Linked DNA regions of Mus musculus: region 1 is linked to region 2. A link is a contact called in public HiChIP or PLAC-seq data. All regions are on one chromosome and are shown on one strand. The core of a region is the stretch at or near the end of the contact, and the rest is flanking DNA. Distances in the headings are between cores, read along the strand shown. Region 1 has its middle 65 kb from the start of Gm27166. Region 2 has its middle 17 kb from the start of Gm31871.

Evidence for each region. HiChIP or PLAC-seq counts read pairs in DNA pulled down with a chosen protein or histone mark.
Region 1: a contact with region 2 is called in an H3K27ac HiChIP or PLAC-seq map of regulatory T cells, with 9 times the contacts expected there. The contact joins two enhancer-like sites. A contact is called at or near these places in 1 of 39 promoter capture datasets (embryonic stem cells), 1 of 15 datasets of contacts at CTCF or cohesin (the NIH/3T3 cell line), 2 of 484 Hi-C or Micro-C datasets (induced pluripotent stem cells and long-term hematopoietic stem cells) and 5 of 115 datasets of contacts at active chromatin or transcription factors (cardiomyocytes, embryonic fibroblasts, large pre-B cells and 2 more).

The regions. Positions count from the first base shown.
Region 1 is chr9:33,093,091-33,100,137 of GRCm38.p6, reverse strand. No RefSeq gene overlaps it. Among named protein-coding and RNA genes, the nearest start is that of Gm27166, 65 kb to the right of the region's middle. Within about 2 kb of position 4,292, at least 5 of the 459 cell types and tissues checked have an H3K27ac peak or open chromatin away from gene starts, as enhancers often do. A contact at or near this core is called in regulatory T cells, where this site is marked.
Region 2 is chr9:32,608,205-32,615,038 of GRCm38.p6, reverse strand. No RefSeq gene overlaps it. Among named protein-coding and RNA genes, the nearest start is that of Gm31871, 17 kb to the right of the region's middle. Within about 2 kb of position 1,933, at least 57 of the 459 cell types and tissues checked have an H3K27ac peak or open chromatin away from gene starts, as enhancers often do. A contact at or near this core is called in regulatory T cells, where this site is marked.

The DNA.
Region 1 (7,047 bases), core at 3,043-5,542, 480 kb before region 2:
ACACATTGATTAAGAGATGGGTCTTTGGGAGCAATTAAAAGATAATATCAGTAGGACTGGACAATGTGACAAGCTAATGGTCCCCTGCTGCCAAAGAAAGTCTCAAGGAAACTGAGACATTATTTTCAAAGCCAGAGGCCATTTTACTGTCAAAGCACTGTCCTCTGACAACTTGGTTTCTATTATGCCCCTGTGACTAGAACGGTAAATTTAAAAGGAGGCAGGAGGAAGGGCTAAGTGCAGGTCTGAAGCTCACTAGCCAAAAAGTCAAAGCTCAGACTCGCCAGACACTAAGCCATCGGCATGAGTGCCTGTGCCACTGACTGCAGCCACAAAGGTTTCCTGTCCCTAACAATAGCTCCTCTTTAAAGACCTATTGCTGTGTTTTTGTAGTATAGACATTTATTTTTTTTTATATTCTAGCCACTGCCAATCCTTGAGTAGCACAACCAAGAGTTCTCTTTTAACACATATCCTTAGGCTCAGTAGGCAAAGTGCTTGTTATGCAAACAAAGACCTGAGGTCAAATCTCCAGAAGCTGGTATTGCCTTCCGTGTTGGCAAGAGTCTGTAACCATAGCACTCATTTTGTGAGATGGGGGTAGAGACCGAAAAACCTCTGGAAGCTCATGGGCCAGTTGGTCTTGTGTACATAATGATGAACAATGAAAGGATTGTCTCAAACAAGATATAAGGCAAGACTAACACTTGAGGTTGTCTGCTGGCCTCTACAGTCATATCTACACTATAACTATATAACTTCTGTCTCTCTCTCTCTCTGTGTGTGTGTGTGTGTGTGTGTGTGTGTGTGTGTGTGTGTGTGCGCGCGCGCGCGCACTACCAAGGAACTACTTCCTGCCCACTAGGGGCTTTAAATTACCAGTGAACAGTGTCTATATATATATACTCTCATGAATTTCTATTAAGCCATTATTAGTCATATTTTGGTATTGTATGAGACAGGATATAAGGTTTAAATCCTCCAGTAGGTGATAAGCAGGCAATTGGTAGCATCTAGAATGGGAATTAAAATAAAAATAAATTTCTACTCCCAATTATCTGTTTCCATCCTGGTATGTCATGTGAGAAATTCTTAAGTGCTTTGGAATATTCTATAATGGTATACCCTGTAAGAGGCCTGTACTTGGGTGCCAGGCTATTTGCTGACTGGCCAAGTGATTTATGAATTAATGTTTCCATTTGATATTTTGTGGGTTGAAGATGAGAGTATTTTGATCATTGATACGGCCTTTCCACAAAGTTCTCTTTACAAAAATTGTGTTTTAACTTTCTGGGTTCATTTTTTTCATACTTACATATTCAGTAAGTTAAAGTAGCTGTGTCACAGAAGAGAAATGTGCATATGTATGGAAGCCTGTGATAACATCATCAGCATACTCATGCCAACGATTAACCAATTCCATTTCCTTCAAACCTTTCAAGTTAGCACATGAGCATTTGTAGGTAAAGGAAGATTCCTGTGAATCGCATTTGACTGTGTCAGTAGCATGGGAATCAGAACCTTTGCTGTATATATACTAAACTCATATCTGCTGTATATATACTAAACTCATATCTGCTGGTGTCACATCAGACAGTTCAACCAACATGAACAGAAAATATTCAGAGTATCTGAGGTCAACATCAGCAGCATCTTTGTTTCTCCCTAAAACATACAGTGTCACATCTGTTTATATAGCACTCACATCACATTAGTTCTTTTAAATAATCTATAGAAGCTGTATAGTATACATGAGTCTAGTAAATGATATATTTTTTTCTATAATTGACTTTATCATTCTTCGATTTGTATTTATGTTGGGATCCTGGAATGAACTCCACTGATGCTCAGACAACTGTATTTCTCTTGTGTCCCTGATTTATCATATCACATATCGTTAGAATACATTTATCCATATTTTTTACTCCGAAGACAGTATAACAGGGGTAAATCTCTACCACATGGATTTTACTATGACAACTGTGTAACAAGGGTAAATATATAACCCATAATTAAAAAAATAATTATCTTCCTTCAAGAGTAAATACCCAAGCCTAGGAAGTGCAAACATATGAGATCAATTTACAGTGATCTTTGATCACACATCCTGTGCATCGCCAAGTTCAGCCAGCTAGCTCGACTTAAGTTTGTACCACATCCAACCTCCAGGTTCTGTCTGGTGCATTCATCCTGTGCCCAGGTCCAGCTTGGCCTAGCCTAGGACACATATCTGTGCACCCATCCAACCTAGTAACTGTAGCTTTCACTCCTCATCAAAGATGCTTCTGTTTGCAGCACAGGATCATTATTACAGCAAGGCACAACTAGTCAAAACACAGAGAACAAGGAATGGTGTGTGCCCAATACCAACTGATACATTTACAACACAACCCCTACACCTGAGGTTAAGCAAACATCACAAAAGACCGGGTGGAAAGATTGTAAAAACCAGAAACATGGATGCAGATAGTATGTCTTCTCTATATGACAGGAAAGCTTCACCCACAAAATTTCAACATTGTGATTGCCTAAAGTTGACCAACACAGGGACAACAATAGGTGGCATGCCTATGTGGGTGAGGGAAGTCTCACAAGGTCCCACTCCTAGATGAAGATCCACAGGCAATGACTGCTAAAGAGAGAAAGAATCAGTCTTCCCTGGATTGAAGCCCATAGTTGCTTATCTAATACCAAGTGGTTAGCCCTAAAAACATATATCATATATCGTATGTCGTATATCATATATCCTATATATGTCATATGTCCTATATCTCTCTATCTCTATCTCTATCTCTATATCTATATGATAGCATTACACTAAATGGTATCAATGGCTTATGTGTGTACACATGTTCTACTGAAATATATGTATATGAATATGTTTAAAGAAAATAAAAAGAAGCCATAATTTTTAGATTGAGCACAGTAGGGTAGAGTTGTGCACACATTGAGGGCAGGGTATTAAACACAATGCTCATATGAAATTCTTTATAAACAGTAGGTTAATTAAAGACATTATCTTCCTTCAAACACAAAACAAAACAAGGAGGGACAGACACTGTCCAAAACTACCTGGGAATCAGTGTAAGAGCCAAGCTTGAGGCTTTCATCATGGAAGTCAGACCGATGTCTTTTTATTCCTTAGCATCAGTGAATCACAGTGCTGCCGAGGTAGACTATAGATACTAGAGCACCAAGCAGGCCAGCAGCCTGCCATGCCACACCACATGCCTAGGTTTCTCAGCCTCTTTCCTTATGCAAACTGAAGAATGGTTTAGAGCTCACATCATACAACTAAAAAATGAATGAGAGGTCCAGTGTTTCAAATGTCAGTAGGGGAGGGTGCTCTCATGAGCAACTGAGCCTAGTGTTTAGAGGGGCTATGAAGCAATGAGATACCTGACCAAAGGAGGAATCAAAGCATACAACAAAACATCTAGAAATGATGGGTTGAGACTTCTTGGCTATCTCCCAACTTCGAAATGAGTTGGAGATGTTTACCTCAACGATGCAAACAGATAGTGAATAAAACATGTCTGGAATTTTGTGTTCAGAAAATGTGACAAGCTTGAATCTGATGACTTTGAGACTCATCTGAAATATGGGTTTCAGCTCAACTGCAAAGCTTTTAAGGAATCCACGATATTGCTGCTATGCACTGCAGCTTGCCCTGTGTGTGTGTAGGGGGGAGCATTGAAAAGAAACTGTGAGATAGAAGACGTGAAGAGAAGAGGAGAGGAGGGGAGGGGAGGGGAGGGGAGGAGAGGAGAGGAGAGGAGAGGAGAGGAGAGGAGAGGAGAGGAGAGGAGAGGAGAGGAGGAGAAGTGAGACAAAGAAGTAGCAACCATATTCTGGATAAGCAGATCTCTAAAGTGAGCATTCTCCCCAGCAGCCTCAATGAACTGAGAATTTGACATTTATTTTTGAGCCAAAAAGAATGATTTTAAAATTGTTCTTCAGGTGCTTGTGTAAATGCACTCATATTTACAGACTGTGGTGTGATTACATAACCAAAATACCATGATACTACTTAACTTCTGGATGGGAGATAAAGACATTATTTTAATCTTGTCTTTGTGTTAAATTGAGTGCTCAATGTTAATTCTTCTTACCTCAGGAAAAGCCTTATTTCATATACTGAAGGAGAGATAACCGTTTGATTTTGTTTTCATGGAAAATTACTTTACTTCTCATATGTGTGAGAAATATTTGTGATTACACAGAACCCTGATCTGCTGGAATTGCACTTGCTAGTTAGAGAAAGTCCGGCAGGTGTCGCTGTAACACTGCTCAAATTTAATATAGTTCCCTCACAGGCAGGATGGTCAAGTACAAGGCTTTTGGTTGTGAGCTCTTCACTAGCAAAGATCTTTACCTCAATTAGAGTTCATGACAGCCTCAAGAAAAGCTAGTCTGTCTGTTAGGACCCTAATTCAAATCTGAATGTTTGGAGATCACCAGAGAAATATATAATCAGAGTACAAGTTAGCACATCCATGGGAAAAGCAACTTGGCAATAGCTTCCTAGCCATAGGTTTAAACTGTTACATGCAACTGTATAAAGTACACTCTGCCCATCCACTGTTTCAATACTCTGGGGCACAAAGTGCATTCAACCCAAGGGGTTTGCCATTGACTCGCTTTTCAAAACTGGAAGAAATTAAAGGTGCACAATACAATAATTCAAAACTCCTTATAGACAAGCACTATGGTTTCTTTCTTTCTTTCTTTCTTTCTTTCTTTCTTTCTTTCTTTCTTTTTTTATACTGTTGGCAAATATGCTCACAATCTTTCAGAATCAAAATGAGTAAAAGTTTTTTTTTAATTAGGTATTTTTCTCGTTTACATTTTCAATGCTATCCCAAAGGTCCCCCATACCCACCCCCCCAACCCCCTACCCACCCACTCCCCCTTTTTGGCCCTGGCGTTCCCCTGTACTGGGGCATATAAAGTTTGCAAGTCCAATGGGCCTCTCTTTGCAGTGATGGCCGACTAGGCCATCTTTTGATACATATGCAGCTAAAGACAAAAGCTTCCGGGTACTGGTTAGTTCATATTGTTGTTCCACCTATAGGGTTGCAGTTCCCTTTAGCTCCTTGGGTAATTTCTCTAGCTCCTCCATTGGGGGCCGTGTGACCCATCCAATAGCTGATTGTGATCATCCACTTCTGTGTTTGCTAGGCCCCAGCATAGTCTCACAAGAGACAGCTATATCTGGGTCGTTTCAGCAAAATCTTGCTAGTGTATGCAATGGTGTCAGCATTTGGAAGCTGATTATGGGATGGATCCCTGCATATGGCAATCACTAGATGGTCCATCCTTTCGTCACAGCTCCAAATTTTGTCTCTGTAACTCCTTCCATGGGTGTTTTGTTCCCATTTCTAAGAAAGGGTAAAGTGTCCACACTTTGGTCTTCGTTCTTCTTGAATTTCATGCGTTTGGCAAGTTGTATCTTATATCTTGGGTATCCTAAGTTTCTGGGCTAATATCCACTTATCAGTGAGTACATATTGTGCGAGTTCCTTTGTGATTGGGTTACTTCACTCAGGATGATACCCTCCAGGTCCATCCATTTGCCTAGGAATTTCATAAATTCATTTGGGGGGGGGCAAACCACATGACCTGAATGACAATGCTGGATAAAGCATTGTGCTATAAAACTTACTTTAATTAATAGTAATGTTGTTGCCATTAAGAGTGGCTTCTGCGTTGAGATCATCTCAGCAGATCAAGCAATAAAGTGAGTGATCTCATACTGCTTGCCCTCGATGCTGGCTCTGCTCATTCTGTGTAAATATTATCCGCTTCTTCATGGTCATGTCAACATGTAAAAGTCCCTAAGCCTTTTGATTTTCTTGTCAGTCTTGACCAAATTCCTCCTGGTTAGAGACTGAAGGATTTTCATTTCTTTCACCAAAGCATTTGCCATGTTTGGAACCTTGTAATTATTCCAAACATGTTTGAGGAGCAAATGTTACACAAAGCACTGTGCCAATTCTTCAAAATAAGAGTCTACTTATATATTTGTTTCAAGGAGTCATCATAGGGGAGAAGAGGGCAATATTCGGCCACTTTAGGGGAATTTAGCATAAAAATAATATTTATTGTAAAGGACATGAAACATATTTAATAGGAACAGAATATATTCAAGATAGGTGATGTACTATATAAAAGATTGTGCTATTGCATAACAGGTGTGACTGTTCATCAAGAATTTTAATTACCAAAATGAGAAACATGGTTTAGAAACAGAAAATTAAGAACCCACATAAGAAGTACATTATAAATAGACTATTAAGCAAGTCTCAGGCCAGCCCAATCTTTGCCGAAAAGAGGAAGGGGTAGAAAAATGGCGGAGAAGGGAATAAAGAAGAATGAAAAGAAGTTTGTCTTTAAGACAGCTAAACACAAGTTCCCAGTTCAGAGCTCCTCTCAAAATGGGCTCGGTAGTCAGGGCTACATTTTCATCATTCCTGTGGATTAGGCCATATGCTTACTTCCTTATGATAAAAAGTGGGTGTGGTTCCTTTGTGTGATTTTGAAGCCAGATGGAATGGCTCTACTGGTAGATACCTGGATTACAGAAAACTTCAAAGCCAAGGACAAGTCCATGACAGAAGGAGCCAATGCCCCTGTCTCTCCATGTGGAGAAAAATACATTTAATATCTGGAAATCTTGCCTGGAGCATATTATAAATAAAACTCAATTCCCTCCTGGATTAAGCAAATGATGGTTTGGTATTTATCTTGTAGAGAAGCTGACATCAGAGCTAACCCAGGCATTAGAAAGCTACCACAAGCATTTTAACTGAAGAAGAAAAAGAAGAAGAAGAAGAAGAAGAAGAAGAAGAAGAAGAAGAAGAAGAAGAAGAAGAAGAAGAAGAAGAAGAAGAAGAAGAAGAAGAAGAAGGAAGAAAGAAGGAAGAAGAAGAAAGACCTGTATCAAATATTTTACACTTGGATACAGGATCCACTGCACTGTGGTAAACTCCTCAAAGAGCTTACTTCAAGAGACAGAATTGGACCATAGCCTCATGGACTAAAGGT
Region 2 (6,834 bases), core at 684-3,183:
CACTCAGTAGTCTTGACACTCAGGAGATAGAAGCTGGAGGGCCAGGGCTTCAAGGTCATCCTTGGCTACATAGTAAGGTTATCGCAGGCTGCATGAGACCCTATTTTAATTAAAGACAAACAAACAAACAAACAAAAAATGCCTCTTTTCCAGTAAAATAGGCATGATTTTTGGACTGTTTTTAGCGCACAGATACTGTGTTTTATTAATGCTTCTACAAAAATAAAAAGAGATGGAAAGATTCATTAAAAAGCCATAAACCCCAAACAAGTTCTGTCTGAACTCAACCCCCGGGAAACACGGAAGCTCCTGACCAGAGTGCAGCAATGTGGCCGTTGGCCCCTGGGGAGGCCGGGATGACCCTTGTTCCATGCATCCAATGCACCTAACCTCATTCAGAAAATGCTCTCTCTGGACCGTGCTCAAGGAGGGCTGCTCAAGTTATGGAGTCTATGATGGGGTACACAGAACGGACTTCATTCCTCCCGGACTTTGTAGGAGGACTGAGGCGTCAGTGCCCTCTACTATGATGCCACCAGTCAGACGTCCCTTGGGCAGCCCCACTGTCCTCTTGTTCCAACTGGATGTGGCTCCAGCCACAGCAGCAAATGAGGTGCTCTGGCCTCCTGTTTATCTAACTTTTCCATTACGAGTGATGCTGTACTGGAACCATACACCCAATGACCTCTGGAAGTTCTGCCCTTTCCCCAGTCCCAGAAAATGATTGTCCCTAGCGAGGTGGGGAAAACAGAAGCTTAGAATTAAAAGATAGATGATATCCGCATCTAGATGCGTTCGTATGACAGTTCTCCAAATGACTGTCCCAAAGTCCCAGATTCCTGGAAACAGTAAAGACTGCCTCAAACTGTAGTCACTAGTCTATTATCTTAATCATAGTAACCATTTGGGTTTGATTTGAAAACCTGTGACAGGGAGATAAATTTCTGCCACTGTAGGTGAAGCTTGGAAGGGCTAACCCAATGAATATGCTCAGTTGATCACTTCCTTCCCACACATCCATACTTACATTCTGTGACCCCGGTGCTTACGATTGCCCTGGCAAGTGCTAAGTGGGGACAGCAGAAGGGTCCACAGCCTCCACAAGCTTCCAGTCTGAGTAAAAAGGAAGGCACAGAAGCAGAACAGTCATGACCAAGCTCACTGCACAATGGAGAAGGGGGCCCAGTTTGTCCCAGGGCATTCAGGGAAGGCTTCTTGGAGGAGGGGGAAAGTAACAGCTGAGCATGAAATGAAGGATTAAAGAGAAATGAACGGGAGAGACAGATAGAAAGGAGGTGAAAGATGGGTTTGGGTAAAGAGAGGTGAGAAAATACAGTGGTCAGGAAACCAGCCTCACTGACTATTCCTGGAGCTTGGACAGGGAATAAAGAATGAACAGATGATGGAGATTTCCTAGCACCTAGCACATCATGGGAAGGCGGACAGCAACTTGAACTGTGATTGTCAAAATATCCAAAGGCCCTAGAAGCACACACTTTTGTGCTCCCCCCTTCTCTCCCACATTTTCTCTGCTTTTACATCCCCCTTTGTAAGTACTGAAGCCCCCAATGGTAGGAAGCATTTGTCTAAAAATAGCCCTTCTCAAAGACCCAGTCTCTTCTGAGTTTCTCAGAACATCTGCTCAACAGTTTCCTATAACTGTTTTTGGCCATTAAATCAAAGCCGTCAGAAACAATGTTCTGTTTCTGTCTTTCAAGCAAAGAATTGCCAGGAGGCCTTCCTCTGTAACCCAGACGACAATGGGGCCAGAAATAGCTACTTCCACAGAGACTTTGGAACACCTTACTACCCAGGTCCAAGCAAAGTCACCCGTCTTGTTTTTCTTTCTTTTTAAAGACACTGTTCGACTCCCCTTGTACAGAAAAGAAACTCAGAGAGGCCTAACCTCCTGGGAGAGGAGACACTGCCCTATGCAAATTACCACCTGCAGCTTGGGGCCCTGTGGCTTGTGTAGCTCATGGTTGGTAGGGACCAGAGACTGGTAAATGTCTCATACCAGGATGGTCAGAACAACCACTTGTATGGGGCTGAGGATCGGAGGGATGGTGGGTTCTGCCATGTGATTGGCTTTAGTTCTAAGCTCTACCCGTGTTGTGCATTAAACCCCATTTCTTCATGTGGCACAAAATGTAGGAGTCTGTACTAATCTGTGTTAGTCCAAGGGAGACTTGCATTCACCAGGTTCTGGGTCCTAACAGGTCCCCCCTGCCCTAGACTATACATCCAAGTACCAAGGATCCTGGTGAGATATTTTCTCTGAATTAGACTGCTGTTGTGGTCTGCAAGAATATGAACAAGCCTTGGCGCCATGGTCCTCAGGCAGATGGCAAAAGGAGGAAGAGGGAACCAAGAAGGAGCTTGGTGTGATGCAAAGTGCACATCGTTTAGAGCCAAGGCAAGGGTCTAGCTCAGTTTAGCAGCAGAGTCCAAGTGTGAACGGAGTTGCTTGGTGCCAGAGGCCAGCTGAGAGAACCCGAGGGAGCAAAGCTCTGCTCTGGCATGCAAGATCCAGTCAGGCCTGGTGGTGGGGTGGTTGATACATTAGAAAGCTAGATTCAGCTCCAAGAAAGAGCCGTGGGAGATGACCTAAAATGTTCCCTTACTCTAGGCTAGGACTTTAGTCTGGGCAGTGGATTTAAACATGAGGCTAAAACCTCAAGGCAACTTCCTAGTACCAAGAGTTAGAGTCAGCACCCCAAGTGAACAAGGCTCATGTGACTCAGATCATGGTGCACACAGTCTATGAGTGGTGCAGGTCTCCTCTAGCCTTAAAGGAAGCAAGTGGTCCCCTTTCACAACACGCAAGGTACTGCCATCAGGGCTGGCTCAGAGTGGAGATGAGCCGGTAGGCATAGGGGAAGCCAGGGAAGCAACTGTCAGGGTGGGTTTAGCAAGCTCAACCCCCTCCCCCCAGATGAAGCTCTCTACATTTTTGGATGTTTTCTTCCACTTGTATAGATCAGCCCTGGAAGTTTGGGATAGAAGCTGGTTTCCACAGCTCATGTTCCTCAGACAGTATGCCAATGGAAAATAGATGGACCATCTGACCTGGGGACATAGCGAGGCATTTGCTACCTGGTCAGTAACTGCAGGGACAGACTGAGAAGCAGCAGCAGGCGTTTCCTTATCATCGTGTGTGAGCACTGAGCATAGCCAAACGATATCTAACGCGGAGATGATGTGATCCATTTCTTCCTTCTGTTTCCTCCTTCCCCACTTCTTCTCTCTCCTCTCCTCTTCCTCTCCCTGATCCCCGCTTCCAGGTGCAGTTTGTACCATAATGCTATGAAAGTAGTTTAATGTCACAGACAGATATATTATATATTTTACTCAATGAATCCAACAGCCAGCTCAGGTGGAGACATCATCCTAACACATTTGTAAAACTCTCCCATGACTGTGTCGAAGCCAGAAGAACGAGTGCAGAGACCCACAGCCCAGAGACACCTGCACCTACTGCCTGAGCACGTGGCACACAGCCATCCCACATTGCAGCTTCTTTGTGGAATCATTTCTGCACACCTGTCACTTCTTAAAGAGAAATGTGAAGTCTACAGGTAGATCCGCACCCCAGCAGTAAGACCCAATGGGCTACTTTAGGGATTCCCTGGTGCAAACTGTGTGTGCATGTGTGTGTCTGTGTGTGTGTCTGTGTGTGTGTGTGTGTGTATGTGTGTGCGTGTGTGTGTGCATGTGTGTGTGTGTGCATGTGTGTATCTGTGTGTGTCTGTGTGTGCATGTGTGTGTCTCTGTGTGTCTGTGTGTGTATGCGTTCATGCATGTGCATATGTGTGTGTGTGTGTGCCCCTGTTTACATTGGCATAGGTGTTTGGGGTAGGTGTCAGTGTGTTACTGGGTGGTGTAATGAGTACTTGGAAGTTGCTCACATCTCCCAGTTCGCTCAGTGGCCCACCACTCAACCCCTCACAACTACCCTTGCAGGCTTTCAGATCACAGTTTATCCCTGTGTCTTGCTGCCCTTGGTGAAGCAGCTCTACCACCGTGGAAGAGTAGGAAGCCCTGTGGACCAAAGCTGTTGTGTTACAGACAAGGTGGAAGGCTTCCTAGGTAATAATTTTCAAAAGTGTTTCCATTTCATTGCCCCTGCCTACCCAGGAGATGAAAGATCAACCCCAGGCTCTCTGCATCAGGCCATGCATTACAACATGACTAACAGTCAGAAGACGCTGGCTTCGTCACACTGCCTAACCCCAGGTGTCTGTTCCAGCCAGAGCCCTACTGTGGCCTCTGTGCTCTGTCCTCTGAAAAGCACGGTGGTGGCTGCTGAGGGCATGGGGCCCCCTAAATTCCTGGGAAGCACTCACATCTGTTCCCACACCAACAAGCAGAACAGCCAGGGCAGACCCTCTGAACAGGAGCTCATCTTTCCCCGTCTGTCCTTTCACGTGCGCTCAGGAGTGTCACCTTTGGATGTGCCCCCATTGCTCCCTAGAAATCCCCTGAGTGCTTTCTCCTCGCCCTTCCCTTCCTGTAGAAAAACCCAGAAACCTGCTGTGCAGAGGGAGGATGGGAAGGGTGTTGGATCTATCTATGGTGACCCTGCAAGTGTGAGCTAGGCCAGGACAGCAGGCACGTGGTTGGTCGAGACGCATGAGTGGATGGCTCACATTCAGATGTGACTCAGGCACTCCCGCCATGCTGTGTTCATGCCCACGCAAGGGAATGTGCTTCCATGGACTTTGCCAGGTGTGGGAGTGGGATGGGGAGGAATAGGCAAGTCCCAGGACCAGGCACTGAGGCCTTCAGAGGCCCTTAAGAGAGTAAGGAAACCTTAATGGAGTTTGAAGCATCCCTGAATTTGGCTTGCTTAGGTCTCAGTGAGAAGAGGAGGCAGCTATGATGGCCAGGAAGGGGAGGCAGATCCTAAGCAGCCACCCCTACACACTTATACAAACACCCACACTTGCATTTAGTCAAACATGGTGACCTAGGCTCCTTTAACTAACTCTGAAGTTGTAAGCGAATCAAATTCTCTGAGACCTGAGTTCCTTCAAAAACAGCCAAGTGCGTATTTCAGTGATAGCTCTTTCATAGGACAACTGCGAAGATCAAATAAGAAATAAACCAAAGTGATTCCCACGTACTTGACCAATATTTACATTACATCAGTTCCCTGTGGCCAATGGGAGGTCCTAGGAAGACCTCATCCTTCCCCCAAGAACAAGCAAATGAGTAAACCTCTTAAATGAGGAAATCAGTCAAGGTCATGAGGACCTGGAGAGTAAGCCTGAGATGGCATATGAGCCAATCCTGGGCTACACCCAAGAGTCCTTAGGCTATGACATCTGAACCTCAACTAAGAATGGAGTCTGTCCTAGTTTCCTCTCTGTTTCTGGAATAAAATATCATCACCAGAAGCAACTGTAGGGAGGGAAGTTTCAGATCACACTCCATCATTGGAAGGCAAGGCAGAGACTCAACAAAGCCAGCTTGCTCTTGCACACAGCAATACCTCCAACCAAGGAACTTAGGTTGCCACTGAAGACATAGAACAGGAACTATGGAGGGGAACGCTTTCTACATGGCTCACTGGCCAGCTTATGCTCTGCTAACTTTCTTATACAATTCAAAGCCACCTGCCTAAGAATGGTACCACTCACCGTGGGCTGGGCCTACTATATCCATTAACAATGAAGACAACCGCACCCCTCCCCCAGACTAATCTGACCTAGACAATTCCTCAGCAGAGTTTTCTTCCTAGGTGACTGTAGGTTTTGTCAAGTTGACAGTTAAAGCTAACCAGGACAGGGTTGTGTGTTAACAGTTGGGCCCACTACAGGGCACCTGTGGTGTGACATCAGACTCTGAGACTCAAAAGAAAAAGTCCTTGTCCTGGTGAAGGAAGAAAAAGGTCAGTAAACTGAGAGTATGCCAAAGGCTGCAGGTGTCACTCTGGGTAACAGAGGGGAGATGTACAGATAGGCAGGCTGGGCAGGGACAGGCAGAGCAACGCCCTCTGAGGAGGAAACCTTTCCAGAAAAGAAAGCTGAGCCTGCACGTTCACTCTGGTTTCCGTGACAGGAGACCAAGCACAGAGACAGGACGACTGAGAAGGATGCCGTTGTGGAAGTCCAAGTGAGACTCAGAGGTGGTTTACCCAGGAGGAAGCAACACGGGGTAAATTCAAGCGGAAACAGGCCTTGCTGGCATTATGGGGGCTGCAGGTACCGAGATGTCAAACAGACAGACTCCACACCAGACATGTGGAAGCAAGATGGTGGTGTGAGGGAGATGAGGGAAAAGGGTTGTATGGCTCAGGCCAGACTTGTGTATGGCCATATGATCCCACGGTGCCTTTTTCTCGGTCTTCTGAGAGCCTGGAATCACCAGGGAGTTTGAACCAGAGATAGAGGAGTAGCCTAACACCTTAGAAATGCTACTTAAAGTCACAAGCCAGGCAGAGAGCTCTGAGAGACGAAGGGAAAAAACAGAGGGTCAAAGATGCTGCATGGGAAGAAGACAGGAAGGCCCACATGAAGAAGGCCTAGTCTGCTGGCCGGCCTGCATTCCCACCCACTTAAGAAACTGAGGCAGAGGTTTTTAAGTTCAAGACCTGCCTTCTACAGAACAAGTTTAAAGTGAGACCAGGCAACTGAAGGAGACCCTGTCTCAAAACTGAACAAACGAGTAATAAATAATTTAAATTCTTTATATTTATTTTATGCATGTGTTTTGCCTGAATGTGTGTGTCTATCACATTGAGGCCAGAGATGGTGTCTGAAACCCTGGAAATGGAGCTAAGTTGTAAACTGCTACGTGGGTGTTGGGAACCAAGTTTTCTGCAGTAGTATT